2 separate regions of the Ovis aries genome follow, and region 1 is linked to region 2. The links are chromatin contacts, called in public Hi-C maps. All regions are on one chromosome and are shown on one strand. Each heading gives the region's core, a stretch centred on a gene start, on an enhancer-like site or on the middle of the called end of the contact. The rest is flanking DNA. Distances are from core to core; before and after follow the strand shown. Region 1 holds the start of LOC101117545 (RNA-binding protein 4B). Region 2 holds the start of NPAS4 (neuronal PAS domain protein 4).

Region 1 (5,506 bases), core at 1,986-4,485, 230 kb after region 2:
AAAGGCTTTATGAAAAAAATGTGACAAATTGGTATCTAGATTGTATTTTCTGTAAGACTGCAACTTTTTATCCAATGCTAAACTTTCTCTTGTCATCTGGAAAAAAAACAAAGCTGGTTATAAAAATGTCTGTACATAAAACATAATGAAAAGTTGAGTGCTTTCTCCAGAGGGCCCAGGCTAAGAACATGAAAACCAAATAAAGGATCCTTTTTTTCCCCCAATAATGACATTTCAAAAAATCTCACAGATCATTGTGTTATTACATCCTGAATGAAACCCACTGTATTAAAACATTTCTTTCAAGCCAACCCCCCTCTCAATTAACTGATGTCCATATACCTATTTCTGATCCTATTCTTTTACTCTATTGCATATTAAAAAGGTAAAGACAAGCAGTATTATACTAGAACATCACTGCAGTTTGTACCAGACTTTAACTGCATTCTTTCACATTTTGCTTGTTACCTATCAAGAGAGAACTCCCATTTCCTCCAACACTGTCCATTCATGATGCCCTCCTTCATCCAATGAAAATAATTCAGGGTATTTTTAAAGGTATCTGAAGCGCAACAGCTTTCCAAAATAATAAAAGAAAACCAAATATAAATGAGGAAAGGTATTACATTTTAAAGAAGTTTCTAACCATCACAGAAACATCTGTTGTTGCAAACACCACTCACCTTTTATCACACAGTGCTTTTACTGCCAAAGCACTTTCACATCTATCACCTCATTCTAGCCTCACTACCATCCTGTGAGGGAGGTACGGCAGGGACCATTATAACTCTACTTTACAAGTGGGGAAAATGAAGCACAAAGAGGTTAAAACACTTGTCCATGCTCATATGACAAATAAATGGTAGCAAGTCTCTACAGTTTTTGCCCCGTGCTTTAATGAGCAGCTAAAAGCCAGGACACCACTGGCTGAAGCTGGAAATATCTGATGCATTATTTGCAATCTCTACTATCTGCAGACTTTCTTACCCTTTTCTGGTCAACTTTTCCTCTTCTCCATTTTTGTTCTGTTTTCTAGGTTTAGTAGAGGACCCTTAAGTACGTCTTTACAACCCTTTTAATGGTACTCAAGAGAAAAAAATGATCTTAATTTATAAACCTGAAAAGTGGATGTAAACATGTGGTCTAAGACGACACTATCAACAAAAAGCTTGTAGGACAGCGCTGTACAACAGAACTTCCTGTGATGATGTAAATGTTCTGTATCTGCACTGATACAGTCACTACTAGCCTGTATGACTTCTGAGTACTTGAAATGTGTGCAGCACAACTGAGAAAGTGAACTTTAAAATTTATTTAATTTCAATTTGACAGCCACATGGGGCTAGTGGCTACCATATCAGCACAGTTCCAGAGGGTCTTCAACCTCCTGTAGTACTAATGATAACGTATGTAGTTTTATTAATGATATAAATAATTCCATATGACACCCTAATCGGAATCTCCTCAGAAGCAGAACCATAATTCCCATTCAACCTAACATTTTTAGAAATGTCCTTTTTTCCCTTTAAGATTAAATGATAGTATGTGGAGCAGAATACATAGCAGTTTTTGGCTCTGCTTATATAGTTCATCACATACTCAAAAGATAACCCCCCAAAATCAGATTCACCACCCAGATTTACAATACAGAGATTCTTAAAGATGTCTTTGTTCTTTCCCACCACGGCCCATTGCCCAGGGCAGTAAGGAGTATAAACCCTATGCATTTAAACTCTCAAATATATAAGGCTTCCTCATCATAACAAAAGAAGCAAGTAAGCCACAGACCTTTATCCTCTTCTCCCATTTGCAGATTAAACTTCCTACAGCACCCAAATGAATGACGCTTGCAGGTAAAAGTGACCTACCGTTTGTGATTCTACAAACTTGTTGAGAAACATCTTGGCAAATCTGAAAAGGAGAAGTGTGTGCTTCTCCAAGAGTTGTGTTTAAGCATGGTAAACATACAATCGTTCTATTATCTCCAGCTAAAGTGGAACGGAAGACACCACCCTGCCAGCCCCATGGTCCTCTGTTCTTGTTTACACCTAGACCCCCACTCGGTTTTGCCACCCAAGCCCCAGAGCAGTTCACCTTGAAACTCTGTGTTGTCAAGGCCCCTGATGGCCTCCACTGCATCCTCAGCCCGCTCCATGTGTACAAAGGCATAATCTTTCACGATGTCACATTCGATGACTGGACCATACTCCTCAAACTTGGCCCGGAGCTCTTGGTTGGTACAGGTAGGACTGATGTTGCCTACATGCAACTTGGTTGAAGCTTTGCTCTTATTCTTGCTGGCTTCCACGTTGATGTTCACCCCGTGCAGCTTGTAGTGGTGCAGGTTGCGGATGGCATCCTCGGCCGCCGTCTTGTCCTCTATGTGCACAAAGCCGTAGTTCTTAATGATGTCACATTCCAGCACCTTCCCATACTGCTCGAAGAGCGAGCGGATCTCCTGCTCTGTGGCCTCCCGGGGCAGGTTTCCGATGAACAGCTTCACCATTCTGACAAGAGCCTGGAAGAGAAGAAAGGAGATTTTCAGAAGTTAGAGGCGAAAGTTTCAATGCACTGCATTTCGGATTAATCCTCCCAAGTTCTTGGCACCTTCAAGATGCTCTCACAGACGCTCCTTTTTTCAGTAGCGGGAGAAAGGTTAGCTCTTAAGGAGTAGTGTAAGCTGTGTGTTAACACGCGAACGGATCGGTTGTCAGCATGCACTGCATAGTTCCTCGTGAAATAAGGCGCCCTTTAAGTAACAGGCTTAGCTTGAAATACTCCTGTTCGGGGGCAGGTAAGAGAAGAATCCAAACGGGGGGGAAGAGGCATATATCTAACTGTCCCTGGTAACAAGGTTTTGGAGGGAAATCTGTGTACCTCTCTTCCGTGAAGCATCACCGTTCAAAATACTTTTACGAATAAAAAGGCCCCCTTTGCCCCAATTGGGACCCCCACCCCCGCCCTGGCGACCCAACTCCAGTGCCTTTTCCCCAACAAAGACTCGACTCGACCCCTGCCCCGCCCCCTCCGGAGACCCGGCCCCGCCTCCTCCCGTTGTCTTCCCCGGACCTCCCGCCCCAAGAGAAGAAACCCAAACCCTGGGCCATCCCCGTCCGCCAGAGGCCCGGCCGGCCCGGCTCTCGGGCTCCCCACACGCCCACGGATACCTTGCGCACCTCCGGGTGGCAGCAGCGCTGGCGGCGGCTCCCGCGTCAGAGAGAACCCTACAAAATGGCGACGGCCGCTCAAACCTCGGCGCGACCGGGGCTTTCTCGCGCGCCACCTGACGCACGCGCGAGTGCGCGCTGCCCACCCCCTCCTCACCCTCGCGGGAGCCAGGCGACCAATCCCGCGGCCGCGTACAAATGGCTGCCCCGGGCTCGGCTCCCAGTCGCCCCGATAGGGGGCGGGGCCCGCTGTTGTCGGCGCGGCGGAGCGGAGGTCAGCCCGCCCCCTGGCCCGGCTAGCCAATCAACACCTTGGACGGTGGTGTGGGTGGGGGTCGGCGCTCACGCGTCAGAAGGCTCTGGGCGCAACCACTGCCTTGGTGAGATCGGAAGCCCGGGAGTCACAGTGGATCATAATGGATCCATTCACAATGGATCGTGCTATTGGGCAGTGTCGGGGGGCGGAGGTGGGGAAGGACGGCCGCTGCTGATGACAAAGGGTTATCCCACTGAGTCCCCGAAAAGCGGGTTTTCTTAGCAATCGGCCAGCCTCTACGGTAGCTTGGGGCAACATTTTAGGAATACAGGTGGGCCACATTTCAAGCAAACCTGGCCTTTTTTTTTTTTTTTTGGTAGAGCTTTATAACATAATTCAAAAAATTTTAATTGAAAACATGTACTTCATTGGTGAGGAAACAGAACCGAAGATGGCAGAGCTGAGATAGCTCGTAGAGGCATTATATCCAGGTTACACTCAAATCAGTTGGGTTTTGTTTGTCACATATACACGAAGGCTGGTTTTCTCTCCCTAGCTAGAGAATTAAGCTCTAATTATGTGTCCTTAACAGTTCCCGATTCGTGGCGAGCACACCAACGAATGCTTGGTATAGAGGACCAGAGAGGTTTCTTGTTTTGGGGACAGGCCAGGGTCTCCACCTCCAGACCAAGCTGCTGGAGGACAGGGCAACTGACCAGGGCATTTTCCAGCTTTCAGAATTCAACTGTGGTCCAAGGGCACCTCCTGCTGGCAAAAAGGAAGTTACTAAGGGGGTTTATTACTCACTGTCACCTTTGGACAAAGAATAGACGTTTATGGAGATTGATGGACTTAGCTTATCTCCAAGTAGAGCATGCCAGGATGTTTGGTCCATCACCATTCCTCCTTGGTATCTTTTCTGATACTATCAGGCACAAACTCTGCATGCTGTCCTCTTCCTCTTCAGCTACTTGGTTACATTTCTTTTACTGAATTCTTTGTTTTCCACCAATTTCAGAAGAGGCACTGTCCTTCCAATTCTGATAACACTCATGCTTATCTCCCACCTAATTCTATTTAACCCTCCCATTCCTTTCTTCTCTTGGTCATTTCCCAGTTTCTCTCTATAGTCAGACTTTTAAAACACCAGCGAGGGACCCCTTTGCCCATTTCTGAAATAGTTTTTACTCATCTTTGCTATTAATTTTTCTAACTTGGATTTCTTCCCAGTGTTTCAGGGTGGATTTTTGCAAACAGTGTGAACCTGCTGTTGCCCACCTCTATGCCTGTGTTTTGGGTTCTATCTTCCTCTCCAATTGCGCAAGTTTTCTGAGGTTACCAAAACTAATATCCTTTTAACAGTTTGCACCCCTCTAAAATTTTTTGTTTGTTCACCATCCTTTCCTCCTGTGTTTTTATACTGTTTCTCCTCATAGCTCTGACCATACCATTCCATCTTCTCCCCCATCTATTTCTCTATTCTTATCTATTCCCTTTTACCTCCCCTTCGCTTTCCCTCACTTTTTGAAAATGAAAGTCGCTCAGTCGTGTCCGACTTTTTGCAACCCCATGGACTATACAGTCCATGGAATTCTCCAGGCTAGAATACTGAAATGGGTAGCCGTTCCCTTCTCCAGGGGATCCTTCCAACCCAGGGATCGAAGCCAGGTCTCCCGCATTGCAGGCAGATTCTTTACAGCTGAGCCACAAGGGAAGCCCTCGTAGGCAACCGTTAAATGAATTTAGAATGTATTATTTTGTGTTCTTGCAAGATATATATTTTTTAAAATTGAAGTATATTTACCATGTCGTGTTAGTTTCTGGTGTACAGCAAAGTGATTCAGTTGTACATATACATATACTCATTTTCATATTCTTTTCCATCATAGGTTATTACAAGCTCTTTATTTATTTGTCTTAGTTGTGGCATGAAGGATCTTTTTAGTTGGGGCATGGAAATGTTTAGTTGCAGCATGTAGGATCTTGTTCCCTGACCAGGAATGGAACCCAGGCCCCCTCAATGGAAGCTCAGAATCTCAATCACTGCACCATCAGGATAGTCCCTACAAGATATTGAATATAA
Region 2 (5,291 bases), core at 1,980-4,479:
GTTGCTGCTGCCTGCTGCTTGGGGAGGGAGTGGGGTGACTCAGCCAGGCCAGGATGACTCACACTGCCAGTATTTTTAGCAGCAGCCAGGAGCTCTCTAGCGTGCCAGCCGCCCCCCTCCTCCTGCTTGCTATTTTGGAACCATCACTGGTGATATAAATAGCTCCTCTCCCACGGCCTGAAGCTGCTGCCAAGCTATTTTTGGTTCTTCACAGTTAAAAATAATTTTACGGAGGTGGGAGGCAAAGGGAGTGGGAGTTGGCCTGGGGAGAGAAGACATTGGGGCATACAGAGCTTCTTAACTTGACTCAGAGTGGGCGAACTAGGATGAGCCCTTCTATGCCCCCTCCCTTGCCCCTTTCTAGGCCCTTCTTCTCTTTCAGAGTTCCTCCCCTGACCCCACCTCCAGTCCATTCTGGAAAAATCCAAGAGCTCTTTTTGAGTTCAGTTCCCTCCCCATTTACTTCATTCCTACAATTCAGAAATCTTCCTCACCCCACCCCCCGCCCCACACACAATCCACTCCTTTATTCATTCTCAGAGGAGACGGAGACAGCCAGTTGGGGCCTCACTGTGAAGTCTGTATGGACTTAAGTTCTAACGTCCCAGGCAGACCCATCTATGGTCCATATGACATAGCTGGTGATGATTCAGCACCACGGACAGCGGTGAGTGCGCCATTCTTTCACCGCGGGTCTGCTCTGCTTGTGGAGACCAGCAGGACCCAAACAATAGATACCTCTCGTCATGGAGAGGAACAATAAGAATGTCTCTCAGTCAGGGACAGAGGACCAGTGAGCGGAGAAAACAGGAACCCTGTCCGGGATTCTCATACAAGAATGGGGTCCAAAAATGAATGGTGGTGTGTGTACTCAGTCGGGTCCCACTCTTTGTGACCCCACGGACTGTAGCCCATCAGGCTCCTCTGTCCATGGGATTTTCCAGGCAAAAATACTGAGTGGGTTGCCATTTCCTACTTCAGGAGGTCTTTAAGGGCTTGTCCAAATAGAAGCTTGATCGAGGGGTGTGTGGGTACATCTGGGGTCAGACAGAGATGAAAGTGGAAGAGACATACTTTCTGAAGGAACCTTTTTTCTGTCACCCAGATAAATAGGGTTAGAGATAGTAGCAGGTAGACAGACAGTCATACCCCTTCTGTCCATCTCATTTGTATCACTGAATACAGGATGGTTGATGTGGATGGACCCCCACCTCTGCCAAAATGCACAAGAGGTCAGGATGGGGGCCCCAGAGACCTGCTTCTATGACAGCCTTCTCCTCACCTGGGTCTCCTCCTTCCACTCTACCTCTCATGCCACCACCCTTTTCCATGAAGAGTGAAGACCCCTTGGTGTCAAAGTTTATCTCCATGCTTCCTCTGGGACTTTCTACAATCAGGCCAATCCCTTCCCCCCAAATTTTAAGTGGCTTCACCCCCAGCCCCTCAAATGATTTCACATACACTCCTATCCCACATAACTCAATTTCAGATAAAACGTCCCCTAGCTCATTTCCTTCTCCTTTGATTGGGGGAAACAAAGGCACCCTTCAAACTCCATGCGTGTTGAAAAGAGGGAGATAGGCCAAAAGCAACATGATGCGGGAGACAAAGGTGACAAAGAGAGACTGGAGAGAGCAGAAGGGGAACATTTGAGGAGTGGAGAGCACACAAAGCCAAGACAGACCACCAAGCAGGCAGTGAGATAAAGAAACTATCTGGAGCGGAGCGAGGGGGTGGGATGTGGAAGCTGAAGAAGGAGAGACAGCGAGGAATCCTACCGCCGATGACTGAGCAGGGGTTGGAGGGGAATGTGGACAGCCTGCCCGAGTTAAGGGGTCTCTGGTATGTGCATGGATCGCGCAGAGGGTCTGGCACGGTCCCCTTGCGTCTCTGCTGCTTCCCCATCCTCCCCGCTGAAGGCAGGGGGGAGCCCTTGGGAGCTGTGCGGAGGCAGTCAGGCCCCGCCCGCCGCCGCCGCCGCGGCTGCCGCCGGAGGATTCCTGTCCTAATATGGAGCTGGGATTCCCCCGGTCCCGCCCCCGCCCCCGGCCCGCGGGGAGACTGAGGATTGCAATCAGGGCGGGGAGAGGGGAGCCGCTGGTTCTGGGGGCTGGCAATGGGGGAAGGGATAAACCCAGGCCCTCACCGGGCCCTGGGACCCTGCCTCAGTTTCTCCCATCAGTGGCTGAGGTTAATTAGTTGACAGAGAAACGGAGAGTCCCTGCAGACAGCTGCGTTGCTGTAGGTGATCCTATTTTTGACTGTGGGAAAATAGAACCAAAGCCAAATTCAGCTGGTTCCTACCCCTCAGGACCTCAGGACCCCAGGACCCCATCCCTTCTAGAGAGTTAGACCCCCATGAGACCCGCCTCCCCCGCCTTCCTCACCCCGCCCCCCCGTGCAAAATCACCAAGCCTCGGGTTTGGAAAGGAGGGGGAGGAGATTCACTCTTTGAAAGTGACTAAGGGAATCCCAGACTGAGTCATCCCTAGAGAGAAACCCTGGCTGTGGCCTATCCTACAGAGGCCAAGAAAGATCCTTCCCCGCCCCCACCCCTGCCCCAGACGTACTCGACCTTTGGCAAATAGGAGGGGGAATTTGCGTACCGCTCAGCTCTTCTCCATTCCCTTACCTCCTTAGAAAAATCGTTGTCAGACCAGCACACTCCCTCCCAGCCCCCCCCCCACCCCGTCCTCTTCACACTCTCCTGCCGGGGGCTTCAGACAGCCTCAACCCTAGCCCTGACCCTTCAGGAGAATACACTCGGACACCTGGGTCCCTGCACCCCCTTTCAGGCCTTCCCAAAGCAGCGCCTGCCTCTGGGCTGAGCTGCTGCCAGCAGCGGCCCCCCTCCGCAGCCTCCGTTTCCCCCCCCCCGGCACCCCTCCCGCTCTCGCTCTACGTCACGGGATGACGTCGGAAGCCTGGGAGGGAGGAGGAGCGCGCTCCCCCCTACCTCAGCCAGCCGCTCCCGCTGCAGCTTGCTTAGCCCAGCCTCCCGCCCCCCCTTTCTCTAAAGCGAGCCCCCCACGCCTGACGGGAGCTATATAAGGCGGAACCAGGCAGGCGAAAGGGGCAGCGCAACCGAGCGGAGCCCAGGAGAGGAGAGACAGAGAGAGAAGGAGCCTGAGCGTGAGACGGGAAAGCAAGGAGGAGGAAGCCACCGGTGCGTCGGGACAGAAACGCAGGTGTTCGGAGAGCCCGAGCTGGAGCTCCGCAGCCGCTAGTCATGTACCGCTCCACCAAGGGCGCCTCCAAGGCGCGCCGCGACCAGATCAACGCTGAGATCCGGAACCTCAAGGAGCTGCTGCCGCTGGCCGAAGCGGACAAGGTCCGGCTGTCCTACCTGCACATTATGAGTCTTGCCTGCATCTACACTCGCAAGGGAGTCTTCTTCGCTGGAGGTGAGCAAACCGGGGCTGAGACTCGAGCTGGGAAGCCTCAGAGAGAAGGAAGCTGAGGGAACCCGCTGGGACTGCCGCGGGTCTAGGGAAGCGTGTCTGCGATCTGAGGGTGAGAAAGAACTTGGAGAACTCAGGACTTCCTACTTTGCCTCCTGAGTTCTGTCCAAACCTCACCTTAGTACTGAATAAATGTTAGAGAGCCTGGATAGTGTCCCTAGAGCCAGACTTACGGGAGCAGGAGAGCCAGGACAGAACGGTCCCAGTTCTCACCGGCGCGGAAGCGCTCCGGGAGCCAGGGGAGGGGAGCTTGGGAAGTTGCAGGGACGGAGGCAAAGCCTGGGGAAACACACCCTCTGCTCGCTACCGTGGATGGGCTCATCTGCAGCCGGTGAAGCGCTGTCCACGGTGCTGACAGCATCACCGGGTTGCAACGCTCTGCCCGCGGTGCTGAACGTTCGGTTGGCATTAGAGCGCTGTCCGTGGTCCTGAAACACAGACCCGCCAAACCCTCAGCCCCGACTTAAAAGTCGAAGGGCTCGCTAGCTGGAGAGATCCAGCAACAGGTTCCCGGGGCAAGAGCTGTGGGCAGTAGGTCAACAGGTGTGTGCAGAAGCAGGTCCATGATAAACTCAATCCAAAAGTCTCTCACTTCTGTTTTGCTTCCTAGTCTTACTCCCGATTCACTCTGTCTTCTCACTCTTCAGGCACTCCTCTGGCGGGCTCCACAGGGCTTCTCTCAGCTCAAGAGCTTGAAGACATAGTGGCGGCACTACCTGGATTTCTGCTTGTGTTCACAGCAGAGGGGAAGCTGCTATATCTGTCTGAGAGTGTGAGCGAGCATCTGGGCCACTCCATGGTGAGTGCTGAGGATCCTTTCAGCTTGGACTGCAGTGCAGATGGGGACACGATGAGTTTTCCCGTCCTGAGAGTCTGAGGATTACTGGGGAGGGGGAGTTTTACCCTACAAGATGCTCTATGCCAAAGATTGGCTTTTGTTGCCTTCACTAATGGTCATCTCTCCTTTAACTTTCTCCAGGTGGACCTGGTTGCCCAGGGTGACAGTATCTATGACATCATTGATCCAGCTGACCACCTAACTGTGCGCCAGCAACTTGCCCTGCCCTCTGCCCTGGATACTGGTGAGAACACCCTTCTTTCTCAATTCAATATCCGTCCTACTGCCCTGCTCCTTCCCATTTTTGTCCTCAGCCATTCACCTCCTCACTAGTTTTTCTTTCACTCACCCAGATCGCCTCTTCCGCTGTCGCTTCAACACCTCCAAGTCCCTCAGGCGCCAGAGTGCAGGCAACAAACTGGTGCTTATTCGAGGTCGATTCCACGCTCACCCACCTGGGGCCTACTGGGCAGGAAATCCTGTGTTCACAGCTTTCTGTGCTCCACTGGAGACAAGACCCCGCCCTGGCCCTGGCCCTGGCCCTGGTCCTGGCCCAGCCTCACTCTTCCTCGCCATGTTCCAGAGTCGTCATGCTAAGGACCTGGCCCTTCTGGATATCTCAGAGAGGTAAGCCCAGAGTATTCAGGCCCCAGAAGAAAAGCAGGTCAGAATGAGGGGACCCTAGCTTCTGGAGTCAGGGGCAGGGAGAATGAAATCTAAGGGTGTAGAAGACCTGGGAATGGGGGAGGGAGATGCCTGGGTATCATGCAGAGAAAACAGAAAGCTGATCTCATCCTTTTCACCTTCCCAGTGTCCTAATCTACCTGGGCTTTGAGCGCAGTGAGCTGCTCTGTAAATCATGGTATGGATTGCTACACCCTGAGGACCTGGGCCACGCTTCTGCTCAACACTACCGCTTGTGTGAGTGTCCAGAGAGGCTGAGAAAAAGGCAGGGAGTGGGGAAGGCCATGGGAAATCTGAACAAGAAGGGC

Evidence for each region. Hi-C and Micro-C count contacts between places; a contact is called where the count stands out from the background.
Region 1: a contact with region 2 is called in a Hi-C map of muscle, with 4 times the contacts expected there. The contact joins the promoter of LOC101117545 here to the promoter of NPAS4 in region 2. A contact is called at or near these places in 7 of 16 Hi-C or Micro-C datasets (blood, liver, muscle and 2 more).

What each region holds. Positions count from the first base shown.
Region 1 is chr21:41,119,590-41,125,095 of ARS-UI_Ramb_v3.0, forward strand. LOC101117545 (RNA-binding protein 4B) reads right to left here and starts at 3,236. Exons shown (of 6, transcript XR_009597853.1): 1 at 3,177-3,236; 2 at 2,095-2,518.
Region 2 is chr21:40,890,554-40,895,844 of ARS-UI_Ramb_v3.0, forward strand. It overlaps NPAS4 (neuronal PAS domain protein 4), which reads left to right and starts at 3,230. Exons shown (of 8, transcript NM_001287463.1): 1 at 3,230-3,404; 2 at 4,109-4,260; 3 at 4,441-4,543; 4 at 4,653-4,926; 5 at 5,111-5,220. The coding sequence starts at 3,230.